Regions from separate parts of the Sus scrofa genome. Here regions 2 and 3 are each linked to region 1. Evidence: chromatin contacts called from public Hi-C and HiChIP or PLAC-seq data. All regions are on one chromosome and are shown on one strand. The core of a region is the stretch at or near the end of the contact, and the rest is flanking DNA. Distances in the headings are between cores, read along the strand shown.

Region 1 (4,429 bases), core at 810-3,309:
ATAGTCATTTGCAAGCTATTATAAACCATTCCACTCACACATGGAGCCTTTGGTTGTTTTTTTTTTTTTTTTTTTTTTTATTGATCTACCTGCATTTAAAATCTGGTCACTGCTGCTACTGAAGCTCTTCATTTTAGCTGTGTTTGCAACATAGAACAGCTTCAATTTTAAATATTTAATTTAAACTAAATGCTGAATAAAATGAAGAAGCTTTGAAGGAAGCAAGTGTAAAAGGTGAATATGTATTACTGATTGTATGTCTCATCTTGGCCAAAAACAAATATAGATTATACAACCATTGTAATTTTTGGAAAATGTTTTATGATTTTGTCCATAGGTAAATAACTGAATTATCTTTGATTTGAAAATATTGTTAATTATATTTTACTAGTTAGATGTAGTTTTAAGAAGCACAAACCGTAGCCTATAAAACAATTTCATCTAATATGTAGAAGACTGACAGAACTTTTAGTTTGGAGTGGTGTAAGGCAAGAGAGAAAGGAAGGAAAATCAAGACATTAAATGGGGTTAGGATAATGCTGATCCTAAACTATCAGTTTTTTAGAAGGAATCAAAGATGGAGTCTCTTCTGCTTTTTGGGTCACTTCTGGAATATTAAGTATAGCTGTGTATTGAAGTAACATGTGAAAGCTGGTCCAGCTATAATAGTTTCTGTGTGTTGTGCTGCTTAGTAGTGAATGAAAAGAGAGGAGAAAGCCACTGTATGCCAAACTTTCAATTGAGAGTAGGGGGAGAAAATGTTGAATGTGATTTTGCATATCCTGGTAGGAATCAGAGAGAACTCTGCCTTGATTTGTGTATGTTAAAATAATTTCTCTGAGTGATTTACAGTGACGGTGATTCTGTTGAGCTTTCACACAACAAAGTGTTAGATTCGCATGTGCTGCATGCATGTGTTTGTCCCCACACTAGATGATGAAGTGGCTTTCAGCACTTCAAGGTTGAGTACCAATCCTAAGAGTGCATTTTACTCTTTCTTGGCTTCACAAATGGCTGGATATGTTGGTAATATAACAGAATATATGGCCAAATTTAATCTAGCTGATAGTAGGCTGTACTTTTTTCTAAATAATAAATTCAAAGGTTATTAAAGGACGATGTGTTGTATTTTAGTTTTGAGTCCCATAGGATAATAACTTTATATATACCATTAATTTGCCATTATTTCAGGTTACATTAGTCATTTTGTAAATTGTTCTATGCCCTTTTGCTCTCTCTTTTTTTGGACTGTTGTCCTTTCAGTTATCTCCCTGATCGTCAGCATCTTAGCCCAGAATAAGCTGAGGAAATAAAAGCAGGTAAATTTAAAATAAGCCCTGTTTTCCTTTCTCCCTGACTTCTTGGTAGATCAGATGGAGAGAAGTCCTTAGATTTTTCACCAAAATAAAGGTTTGGAATTTTATTTGTCTACCTTTCCTGGTTCTCGTTGTAACAGATAATTATACTTAGATAAAAAGAGAGGTGAAGTAATGGGTTCAATTTTTAAAATATTAGCAAAAAAATCCAGAAAATTTAGCTATTACTCGAAAAATGAATTGACTCAAAAACAACCGCCACAGGAGAATCACAGGCATTTGATATATTTTTATTGGTCCCCTAATAATAGGGGAAAAGGAGGGCAGCTACCTTCATTCATCAGGTTTGTATTGAATGCTGTCTTCAAGCATACTCATGGAGAGCTATGGAGTAAAGTTTGTGAAAGCTCAGGAGAGAGATGACTTTTGCTTAGAATCACAGAAACGGCTCTTTGGTTTGGGTAGCTTTGAATTAGACCAAGAATGAATAAACTGAATGTTCAGAGATCAGAAGAAATAATCTGACTATTATTACTAGGACAGCATGAGCCTCCTCTAGAACAAATTAATTCAAACTAGGGCTTGTTGTATCTGGAGTTGAGCAGTCTTTTGGGGGTTATGCCAGATGGAAAAGAAATCATTATGGGGTGCTGCTTTTCCTCCATTGCTTTCAGAATTGGCTGCTTGGCTTTCTCTGGAGAAGGTAGGTTAATCAGTTTCAAATCATCCATTTCAGTGATAGGATTGCAGTTTGTGGAAGCCAGGTTAAAACTGACAGAACTGCCCTTTCTGGTCAGAGTTATTCAAATATTGTTTAATGTGAGATCAACCAGAAAAACTCTCTTCTGCCTCATTCTTTTCCAGTGCTTTTATAAATGTTGTTTCTTGAAACCTAATGTATCATCATACCTACCAAGAACATCAAGCAAAGAGGATGTGACCTCTTTTTTCCTTTTCTAGATGTGGTGGTGAGGAACTAGCTTTCCAAGGAGGTTTGATGCCTCTGGCTCAAAAAACACTTTTACTTGTTTTAGTTCCTTTGGATGAATGAAGAAGACAGACTGGCTGGACTATCAATAATAGGAATATCCATAAGGACAAAAAGCCAACAAAATGTTTAACCTCTTCCTTTAAATTACATCAGTACTGAATTTCCCTTATAATAGAAATCCTACAAAGAATAAAGAGTTTGAAAAGGAAAGATTAAAACAAAGACAGATGTACAAGAAAGTATGTTTTCAGTGGCTAGACTTTTCCTAACTTCATTGTTACTGCAGTAAGATAAATTTAAATTTATTTCGTTTTCCTTTTTGCATTATTGTGATAAACATTTACTTGAAGGGACCTTTTAGAAGAAAACGTTAAAACATATGTAATCATTTCTTATTTTGATGATGATGAGTTTTGAGGTAAATGAAATGTGGAAATGAGTAGACATAGAAGGCTATCTAGTATCTGAGTTTAGAAAGAAACCATACTTATTATTTTCTGGTTTCCATCATGACATGGTTGTTGAAACATTACTTTTGGACTTCCTGGGAGGAGGGTTATTGTTAACATAAACCATTATGGTGGTGTAAGAAGCGGCTAAGCTGATCTTGAGCACCTGAAAAAAATCAGGGAGCAGCCCATAAGTCACATAATGTATTTCTACTTTTATGGGTTGTTAGTGTAGTGTACTGAAAGAAATAGGGTCTACAAAGAAACAGTAACAGAGATTGTGGGTCAAATCTATTTTAAAAGAAGGGTACTTCAAAGCCAAAGGAATTGGGGGTAGACAGTAACAACAACAAAAAGAGGAGACAGTTTTAAAGAAGGCTTTTATTTTTTTTTTAGGGCTGTACTCAGCATATGGAGGTTCCCAGGCTAGGGGTCTAGTCAGAGCTACAGCTGCGGGTCTACACCACAGCCACAGCAACGCTGGATATGAGTGAGGCCAGGGATAGAACCTGCAACCTCATGGTTCCTAGTCGGATTCGTTCAGCTGCTGCACCACAACAGGAACTCCAAGAAGTCTTTTAAATGGGGTTAAGAGGAGTGGAGAATTGTTATGTAATGGAGTCCTCTTCACTGTGGTCAAAGTGTCTTGGCATTGAATTCCTGCCTTGTTATTAATAATTTCAGCAGTTTGTTGAGAAAATAACTCTTATCTAGAATCATACCTTGGGCATTTGAAGTAGGAAGTTGAAGGGTTAGGGAAGGGCTTTGTAAACAGTCAGGTGGTTGGTTCAGGAAGAGAACATGTAATAACTTTGGCCAGTTAGGTAAAAACTCTTTCCTTTTCCCTCTCCAGAATGAGATGTACTTGCCAGAACTCATAAACGAGAAGAATTGGTAAATTCTTTTGTGCTAAGTGTGAAATGGAAAGGTAGGAGCAGGCTGAGCTGGGGGAGGAGAGTAGGCGCCGAATAGAATGTGACCAGAATTTCCCTGGTTTTGTTTTTTTGTTCTTTTAATGAAGTGCTCTATAACATAGTCCCTTGGTTTTGACTTTTTTCTTTGTAATGTGAAACACCTTTTGTGAAACAGGTCATTTCTTGCAATTTATCGCAAATATTTCATTCTTGGTAGGTAGCATTTGATATGTTTCAGCTGAAGTCCAGAGGCATAACTAAATTAACTACATGTGCCGGGGTAAAAATTAATGTCTATTTCTGTATTTGTAATCTCAGCACTTCATGAGTGAGTGAAAAATAATCCTGTACCCACCCATGGAAACAATCACTTATTAGTTTCTCATGTTTAGTACTATTGCGATGTGCTAATAGTTATGTATTAGGCAGCAGTGATTAGTTAAATATATTGGTCGTTAAATTGAGAATAAGTATCAGGTCAGCATCTATTTTTAAATAACTAGAAACAATTCAAGGTGCCTAGGAATAAAATGTATGGCCCATAATGTGCTTAAGGAGTTCATAATTTACTTAGAGAGAAAGGGTGTACATGAAATCTTTTCTTTTGTGATTTTTATGTTATAAATTTAATTTTTTATGTCAGGAAAAAAATTAAGGGTAGGAAAGGAAAAATTATTTTAATAGCCATCATTTACTCAGTGACCTTATGCTCCAACTGGGATACATGTGTCAGATGCCCTCTGTTCCTGAGTAGCTCTC
Region 2 (4,429 bases), core at 649-3,148, 120 kb after region 1:
TACTTCAGTATTTTAATTTCATTATCCTTTAAATTTGACCCATTATGGAAAACTAAGATAGTCATGGGTTTTTGAAATAATTGAAATGACAGTTTTCTAATTTAAAATTTTATTTTGTTTCCATATATGAATTACACAGTCAGAGCTACTTAATTAGTAGGAATGATATCTGAAATTTTCTATAAAGGAAATAAGGGCTGTGTTTTGCATTCTGGGTAATTATAGGATATCTGAATTATTTATTTTGACCAAGAAATTCAGCTGAAACTGTTAACTCCCTAGTTTTCTGAAATTTGCTGTCTATTTCGTGTGTCGTCATAGTAAAGATAGTGATTATCAACTTGCATTAATGTTCAATAATAAATATGTACTCCTTTCAAATGACACATATTAAATGTTTGTAATGAGACCTGAGATATTGTATTCTTGACACAGTCTTATCTACTTGGGTGTTTTTTTGTTGTTAGTGATTTTACTGTAACTTTGTCTTCTATTTCAATACATTAAAATTTTATTTGGCAAATAGAGTAAACATACACCTGATTTAAGTTATATAATTTAATGCCTTGATATGATTATGCTGCTGTAAAAGGGTCATTAAATGCTCTTTGCATTAAAATTAAAACATGCTGTGTCCATAATAGGACACAGATGCAGCACCTAAGTATAGAATTTTGAATAGAATATATAGAATTTTAATGATAAATAAAATTTTGTAGATTAAAAAAATCTAAAATTTTTAACTGAGTGAATTATTTTATCATTTTGATGGAGTATATGTTTGTTTTATACTCTTAGTTAATTTAAATCAACTCCCATTCAACTATACTAGAAATTCAGAGAGTAAAAAAACAGTAATTTTGGGGAAAAAAAACTAAAGCCAAAGGAGCTTAATTTTCAAGATAACAGTATATATTTTTAAATGCTCACAGGTAAATATTTTAGGTTTTGTTTTCTTTTTGAAATGCGAATTTAAAATGATGCAGGGAATAGCTCCGAGTTATGTAAACTTTTTGATTCATATAATTGAGTTTTTTCCAAAGATGACTATATAAATTAGTCTTATTTTGGTAGAGCTTGTCTAATAAAAATAGGCTTATACTTTGACTAAAAATTTAATTTTGGTCCTTAATTATAATTCAGAAACTTCTTTTATCTATTTTTCTTGAAGCAGTTGAAATTTAAAGACTTTTCTTTGTATTTAGCAAGTTTTGGAACAGTTAATCTTAGTTTATTTTTTTTTTTTAAGTCTTGTTAGCTAGCACTGCCCTGTTTTTAAATTTACCTGCTGAGGAGTGATTTTTAAAGCCTGCTTAAACAGACTCATTTCTCAAGCATTCCTTTTTCTAAACTATGTGCCTTCACATGTCAGGAATAAACGCTCCTTTAAAAAGGAAGAAAGACAGAACTCTTTATTGTCTGTTTTGACGTTAATAAAATTAGGAACGATTACTTGGGACCTCAACCTTACCTGGCTTAGTTTGTCACGTGAGCGTTCACGTTTACTGGTGATCTATGGGCTCCACCTGCCTTTCAGTTTGTTTACCAGGAAATCAAGATGTGTAAACTGCAGGAAGTACTATTTGACCCTCTCCGACAGTATCTCATTACAATAATTGCTAATCTCTGAATAAGACAGCCATGTTTTGTGAGTAACTGAGGGAGAGAGGTTGTGTTAGGTAGATGTTAGGTGTTTCAACAAATAAAGCATTATAAATGCTTACTTGGATTATGTTTTCATGATAGCTTTTGATAAAAGACATATGGTGACCTTTGGGGTCAGCAAAGCTAGGACACAATAGCAGGTATTCTTTCATGCCTTTTAACTGAAAAATATCACGGCTTGTTGTTTTGGAGTGCTGTCACTGCTCTGAATCGAAAGGATAATGGCTACTTCCTGATTAAACCCACTCTCCACAGTAAGCTGTTAATGTTATACTGTATGTCTTTTTCTCCTGTAAATGCAGTAGTATATGGTGTTTTCTTTACTTTTTATCATTGTCTTTTCAGAGATAGATCTGTTATAAATATATCCTGAAGTTGAAGTTTACGATTAGAGTAGAAACTACTGTTTTAAGTTTGGAGATTTTTTTTTTTTAATTGAAAAAGTATTTTTGCTTGGCTTTAAATCCAGTCTTCTTATATACTTATTGTAGATTTTAGTTAAAGAAATAAGCTTTTAAAAAAGACATTGAAATGATATATTAAGCTGTGACTTTCTTGACACCTTAAGCAAAATTTAAAAAATAACTTATGTAGTAAATCAGGTTAATTTTTTCAGAGACTGTTGGATAAACTAATTTTATGTTTATTTAATAAATTTCATAAATCTATATACAAATATTTTGCCATAATTGATAACTGTTTTAATTCTTAAATTATTATTCATAAATTAAGTATGAGATCCTTGTGATGTGAAAACAATATTAAGTACTCAGAATATAAGAAGGGGAATAATGAGCTTCTTAGTTTTAATCCTAAAGCTTGCAGTCACTCCATCTGTGGCCTTGGGACAGTCATTTAAACTGCTTACCTTGGTTTTCTTGTTTACTGTCCATAGGAGTACTAAGTAAAATGTGTATTTTTTTTCTTTATGGTAGCACAAACTATAAAGAAAATGATTATTCCTAAGTATTTTATAAAATGGAGACTTGACTCTGAACATAGAATAGGAAAACATTTAGGAGTCACAGAAGACATGGAAATAATAGAAAAAAAATTTTTATTGTAAAATAATGGAAAATAAGATTGAAATAAAATCATATAACTACCTTTGTAATTTCAACAGAATTGTTAGTTTCACTCAATCCCTAATATAACATTACCAGAGGAGTCTACATATTTTTGGATGCATGACTAAAATGAGATGTGGAAAGCTTGGAGGTGATTTAGTAAAGAGTCACAAGTATACTTAAATTATTTAACTTTTTCTCAAAAGTCTTATTCCTAGAAGTGAGATTATTCAGAGTAGAAGGGAAGAATGTGTGTATATATTATAGGTCTATAAGTATAGTTTATCTAAAATAGTAAGATGTTTAATTTTTAACGTCTAGTATTGGCTATCCTGGTTATATAAAAGAAAACATTATGAAATTAAACATTGAAGACAATGGGCATCGAACCTCACATTCAGAAATGTTTTAAAATATTCTGGAGTAATGTAAATACTTTTGTTGAGAGTGTTCAGCTAAGTTCTTTTGCAAAATGCTTATCAAAGATAGTTAGGTAACTCAGTAATCTAAGGAGATTGTGAAAATGATATTTGATGAGTATTCTAGCTTAGTCAGGTTGTCGAAGTGGGACTTACAATAGTGCCCCTATTTAATTTGTAATAACAAATAACAGATGTCACTTATTGAATGCTTAATATGTGCAAACTGTTGGGCCAATTTTATAGTAGGAAAGGCAAACTTTTACCTTTACTTTCACCTTCTCAGAGTTCTTTTTGGCAGGAGCCTGAGAATTAAATTGACATGAAGCAGATCAAAAGAAGAAAAGGATACACATTTATTTAATACAAGTTTTGTGTGACTTTCATGAGTCTCCGTAGGAATGGAGACCCAAAGAAATGGTGAAATCTATTTGTTTTATATTAGGCTCAACAAAGAAAGACAATTGTGAAAAAGTGACTAAACTATGTGGGGAAACTAAAGGAAGATAAGAATTATTTTAATGGGGTCTGTTTTTTTAGAATCCGCTCAGTCTCAGTATTTTGTCCTTGATGATAAGAATGTTACTTTCCTTCTGATATAGGGAGGACATCTTTCATACAGTAATTTCATTTCCTGCTTTTAAGAAAAAAAGGATCAGTGTTTTTCTTGTATCTGCTGTTTTTCAAGTGCCTTTAACTCAAACCGTCAATACACTAGAGCAATGTATTTTGGAGAAGTATGTTCTGAATTACTTCACTGTCATTTTATATTCATGATAATCACATGAGGTATGGGTACCATAATTGCCCTCATTTTTATGGTTAAGAGCTGTAGAGAAATGAAATAATTTTGTCAATGTCCTTTAGCCAGTAAGTGCCAGAACCAGACCAAAAATGGAATCCAGAAAGAACTCAGTTTTCAGTGTCATGCCTTCAAGCATTGTGTTTGTATTTTGAAGATAATAAAGGTACTAAAGCCTTTGATGTAGATGGGTTTTTTCATCAATTTATCAAATATTAGAGTCCTTACTAAGGCACCATAAGTTCTGGGATATGACGGAAAGCAAAATAAAATCCCTTGTTTCAAGAAACTTACAGTTTAGTGGAAGAGGCAGAAATATAACAGGCTATACTATAGTGCAGTGTGATAACTGATAAAATAGGTTTAAGTGCAAGATAATAAAGCTGATGACAAAGAAGTATGACGTTAAAGATGACACAAAGAGGTATCTAGTGTATTTTCTTTATATATTTAATTTACATTTTGGGGTTCTGTTC
Region 3 (4,429 bases), core at 773-3,272, 87 kb before region 1:
TGTACTTAAGTAAGTATGAATTTTTAATCATTCTTATTCAAGACATCTGATCCAGTACTCAACTTTGGAAAAAACTCAGAACTATACTTACCAAGCATGTTTATATCTGTGGTATAATTTAGGGCAAAAGAAGAGTTGTAAAAAATTCTTACATGTAAAGATTTGTAGTATAGACTTTATATAAGTAGATAGCACTTTGCCTGTGAAAAACGGCCAGCACTCCGTGAAGGGGGTATTTCAGGGAGGGTAAAATTTGAATGTTATTCTGACCAGAATGGACAGATGGACTTTAATATCCGTTCCAATTGTTTATACTCATCAAGTATTATGTCCCCCAGGGTGTTGACTGCTACTCACTACTAGAACTTAATCCTCATCTTAACTCTAAGAATTGACTGCTACGCTTCTAGGAAAACATTAATAAATAAATAATTACGGTAAAATCAAGAATCAGACCTATATCTTCTACCGCTAATGCCTCATATACCCCTGAGGTTTCACAAAATGCTGTATGTAGAGCTGTAAATGAAACACTGACCTCATTTTTTAAAAAATTTTTAATACGGATTTTGTTTGTTTTTTGGCTACACCTGAGGCATGCGGAAGTTCCCCAGCCAGGGACGCCCCCCCCCTTCACAGCAGTATCCACTCATAGCAGTTACAACTCCAGATTCTTAGCCTGCTGAGCCACCAGGGAATTCTGTAATGACCCCATTTCTGAAACAAAATTTTATCTCAAAGGAAAGCAAAAATCTAGTTACACTATATGCCTGCCTTTTTAACAATGGTATACCATTTGATTTTTAAGTCAAAAATTCATCTTTAACCTTACCTCTTGGCTCTAGACAGAAACGGACAGATGAGAGCAAGGAGAGATTTTTAAATTATTTTTAAAATGAAAAAAAAAACTAAAATATTATACAAAATCGGAAAAAAAAAATCTTACTGAATTCCACTTCACTTGGCACCTTTGTTCTTAATAGTGACAAACGACAGCATTCGTGATGAATTTATTACCAAGAGAGATGTTGCCCATATATTTACATCTGTACGTAGGAAAAAAGAATTACAGTATTTTTGGTGTGTGTACACAGTCATCTTCATTATGCAGTTTCATCAAAATGAAGGAGTACTATGTTCTACTGATGCCCTCCATATTTTTACTTCTTAGGCCAACAAGTCCGTTCTTACACATATCATCACGTATTTCCATTTGAAGAACGTACAATTTACCACAAAGCAAAAGAAAGCCCAAAGTTATTACGATACTCAAGAACTTGGACAATCAATCAGCAAATATTTACCGCATCTAAGGTGCTGGCAAAGTCCCTACAATTCAAGGCTGGGCTGGCAGAGCCCTGAGTCTCTTGGCCTTCAACACCTCGCTCATTAAATATTTTACACGTGACACTGCTCGCCCTCGGGGCTCGGTAAAGACCCTCCTAAACCCAACCTAAGGGGAGGCCGCCAAAGGCCAAAATATGGCTCAAGCCCCTTGCCCGAGCCCGCCGCAAGTCCATATGGAAGACGCACAACCTGCCCCCTTCACCCGTCACAAAACTCCACCACGGGACGAAAGGCTCCGGGCAAAGAAGGCCTGCGGACAGCTCCGCTTCGTTCGCGGGATCAAGCTCCTTCACCCCATCTAGAGAGGAAGGAAGCAGGGGCCTCCGCGTCCCCGGGGCCGCACTTCATTTCCTCCCCTCCCCCACCAGCGGCCTAGACTAGAACCACCTACCCCAGAGGTAGAAGCCCAAACTCCGCAGCTTATTCCCCTTCTTCCGGTGCTAACACCGAACAGGCGCGTCCGGCTCCCAGCGATCACACCACTACCTTCTTCCTCTGAGTTCTAGGCCTCTAAATGAGGCTGAACAGTCGGCGGCGAAGCACAATGGCGCCCGCCCTTCTCCAGGATCAGGCGCAGAAGCAGCCGCCACCGTTAAAAGCCCCTCCCTTCTCTTCCTTCCCCCAACCCCACCACTTCGCGGATTCCGCCGACTTCTCGCGAGAGTGGCGAAGCTCCGCGGACCCGAGAACTGCGGGCGGACTCGACGTACCCCACCGCGGGGTGGTGCTCTGACTGCGGCAACCGTTGAAGGGCTGCCCCTGGGGAGTCAGCGAGGCGCCATCGGTAAGCGGCTTCGACTGGTCGGCCGGCGGGCTTGCGAGGGTGCGGGCGCCGGGAGCTGGGCGCTGGAGGCCCGGCCCTAGTTGGCCGCCCTCGCCTGGCTTGGCGAAGGGCTGGTATCCAGCCCTGCCGTTCTCCAGAGCCCAAGTCCGTGGCACAGGCTCTTGCCTCCTCCTGCAAACCTGCAAGGCCCACTGCTCAAAATACCGCCCCCGCCCCTTTTTTTTTCCGCTTGAGGAGTGGCGCAGTCAATGTTTATTGACTTGAATCAAACACTGCCTTTTCCGACCTCCCCTCCTCCCATTCCCTGTCTGCCCTGTGTATCCGAACCCTCTCCTTTAAAGGTTGGAGTGGATTTGTCCCGGACCATTTGTTACTGGTTGTAATTCAGTGGTGGTGGTGTAGTTTCTTAGACAAGTCTTTTAAGATCGTTTTACTAATCTTTGGTAGTGTAGCTACAGATTTTGCAGTAAGAATTCATCCATTTAGAGAGGAAAATTGTGAGGTAAATGGCCTGACGAGAATGAGACGAAACTTTCAGAAATCTGTAAATGTGGTAAACCAAGATATAAAAGAATCCTAATGAAAAGGAGTAGATTAGAGGAAAAAGCCACAATTTCGGTGAATTTAGGTGAATATGTGGATTTTGAATAATGTACCAAACATCAAAGTTCTTCACCAGTAAAGATTAAGTTATTGAAACTTGGAGGCATACTGATTACACTTGATTGGTACACTGACCTATTTTCATTAGGTTGTTTAAGCAATTCTTTAGATCCAAGTAATTTCAATAAATGTAGTATGAAGTTTGTGGTTTTTGTTATTTCATCCGGAGGGTGAAATGTATCATCCCTCTGTCTTAGAAACTAACAGACTGTTCATTCTTCACTATTGTAAATTGTAAAATATTAAAGATAATTATTATTTAAAGTTGGCATATAAATGCCATTCTATCTCTTTAAAATGTGAGTTGAAGGAGTTCCCATTGTGGCTCAGCAGTTAACATATCCGACTAGTATCCGTGAGGAGGTGGCTTTGATTCCTGGCCTCGCCTAGTGGGTTAAGGATCCAGCATTGCCATGAGCTGTGGTGTAGGTTGCAGATGAGGCTCAGATCTGGCATTGCTCTGGCTGTGGTGTAGGCTGGCAGCTGCAGCTCCTATTCAACCCCTAGCCTGAGAACCTCCATGTGCCGTGTGTGCAGCCCTAAAAAGACCAAGAAAAAAAAAAAAAAAAAAAGGTGAGTTGAAGACTATCTAATATGGAATAAAGTGAACAGGGATTGTTTGAGAAAATTAATTTGCTCTTTATAGAAAATTTGCCCAGGTTTCTTCCAACTGTTTGAGTCTACCTGTAGCATTGTGGTTATGAACATAGACACCCTGAGCACAGGCTGCATGGGTTCAAATTTTAGCCCTGCCTCTTACTCCCTTTGTTATCTTGAGCAATTCCTTAACCTTGCCAAGCCAAGGTTTCCTATAAAATGTGGGTTGGAGTACCTATAACTCATAGGGTTGTTGAAAAGATTAAATGGGTTAATGCATCAGTGCCTAGAACATAGTTTAAGCATTCCATAATTGTTAACTATTACATTCCATATCTAAACCACTACTAATACTGTCTTTCTGGACCTTATTACATAGGTCCCTTAAACATCTCAAGTACATTCTACGTTAAGAGGAATGACCGCACCATTTTCCTGAGCTATGGCAGTCAGACCTGGTAAAGGTGTCTTCTCTACAGAACCCCCAAACCTGGCAAGGATGATTCAGATTTTGGCAGATTATCACTTCATCCCCAACCAACACTTATAAAATATCAACAGAGGTGAGTTGGCACCAATTTCATATGCTAAGCAGACTTTCCAGACTCTAATTTCTTATTAATGCTAGTAAATAATGACCACTCATAAGTATGTTTTTATTCTTTAAGAATTATTATTAATTGATATTGTTTTTTTAATGTGCTTTCTGTGATTTGAGTTTCCAGATAATTATCATTATCAGCTGATAATTATTGAGATTTTCTGTGTTAAAGACAATTTGGTAGGGATCATGGATACAAATAGGTACAATCTAGACTATATTTTATGAACTTAAAATCAAGATCAGTGATTTGACAGGCAAAATGATTTAAACTTAGAACTGTTCTGGCCAATTGAGACCCAATGGTTGCCTTTTTTAGAGTTCCCCTACTTGACCTTCCTTTGCTCAACTTTTTTTCCTTATGACCAACTCTGACATACCTTTTTGTATCTAAATATCTTTGTTCTCCACTTGCCACACCAACACATTAGTTCCCA

The links. A called contact is a pair of places that touch in the nucleus more often than the background predicts. HiChIP or PLAC-seq counts read pairs in DNA pulled down with a chosen protein or histone mark.
Region 2: a contact with region 1 is called in an H3K27ac HiChIP or PLAC-seq map of alveolar macrophages. The contact joins two enhancer-like sites. A contact is called at or near these places in 6 of 47 Hi-C or Micro-C datasets (alveolar macrophages, embryonic fibroblasts, liver and 2 more) and 2 of 2 datasets of contacts at active chromatin or transcription factors (alveolar macrophages and skeletal muscle).
Region 3: a Hi-C map of liver shows a contact between it and region 1, with 4 times the contacts expected there. The contact joins the promoter of MARCH7 here to the enhancer-like site in region 1. A contact is called at or near these places in 1 of 5 promoter capture datasets (liver), 19 of 47 Hi-C or Micro-C datasets (alveolar macrophages, brain, embryonic fibroblasts and 10 more) and 2 of 2 datasets of contacts at active chromatin or transcription factors (alveolar macrophages and skeletal muscle).

The regions. Positions count from the first base shown.
Region 1 is chr15:66,560,186-66,564,614 of Sscrofa11.1, reverse strand. The region is part of intron 4 of LOC110256931 (a long non-coding RNA gene); the gene reads left to right. Among named protein-coding and RNA genes, the nearest start is that of MARCH7, 87 kb to the left of the region's middle. Within about 2 kb of position 2,059, at least 10 of the 83 cell types and tissues checked have an H3K27ac peak or open chromatin away from gene starts, as enhancers often do. A contact at or near this core is called in alveolar macrophages and liver, where this site is marked.
Region 2 is chr15:66,435,215-66,439,643 of Sscrofa11.1, reverse strand. No RefSeq gene overlaps it. Among named protein-coding and RNA genes, the nearest start is that of BAZ2B, 26 kb to the right of the region's middle. Within about 2 kb of position 1,898, at least 33 of the 83 cell types and tissues checked have an H3K27ac peak or open chromatin away from gene starts, as enhancers often do. A contact at or near this core is called in alveolar macrophages and liver, where this site is marked.
Region 3 is chr15:66,646,956-66,651,384 of Sscrofa11.1, reverse strand. MARCH7 (E3 ubiquitin-protein ligase MARCH7) reads right to left here and starts at 2,022. Exons shown (of 10, transcript XR_299495.3): 1 at 1,739-2,022. It overlaps LOC110256931 (a long non-coding RNA gene), which reads left to right and starts at 1,995. Exons shown (of 5, transcript XR_002339014.1): 1 at 1,995-2,131; 2 at 3,771-3,954.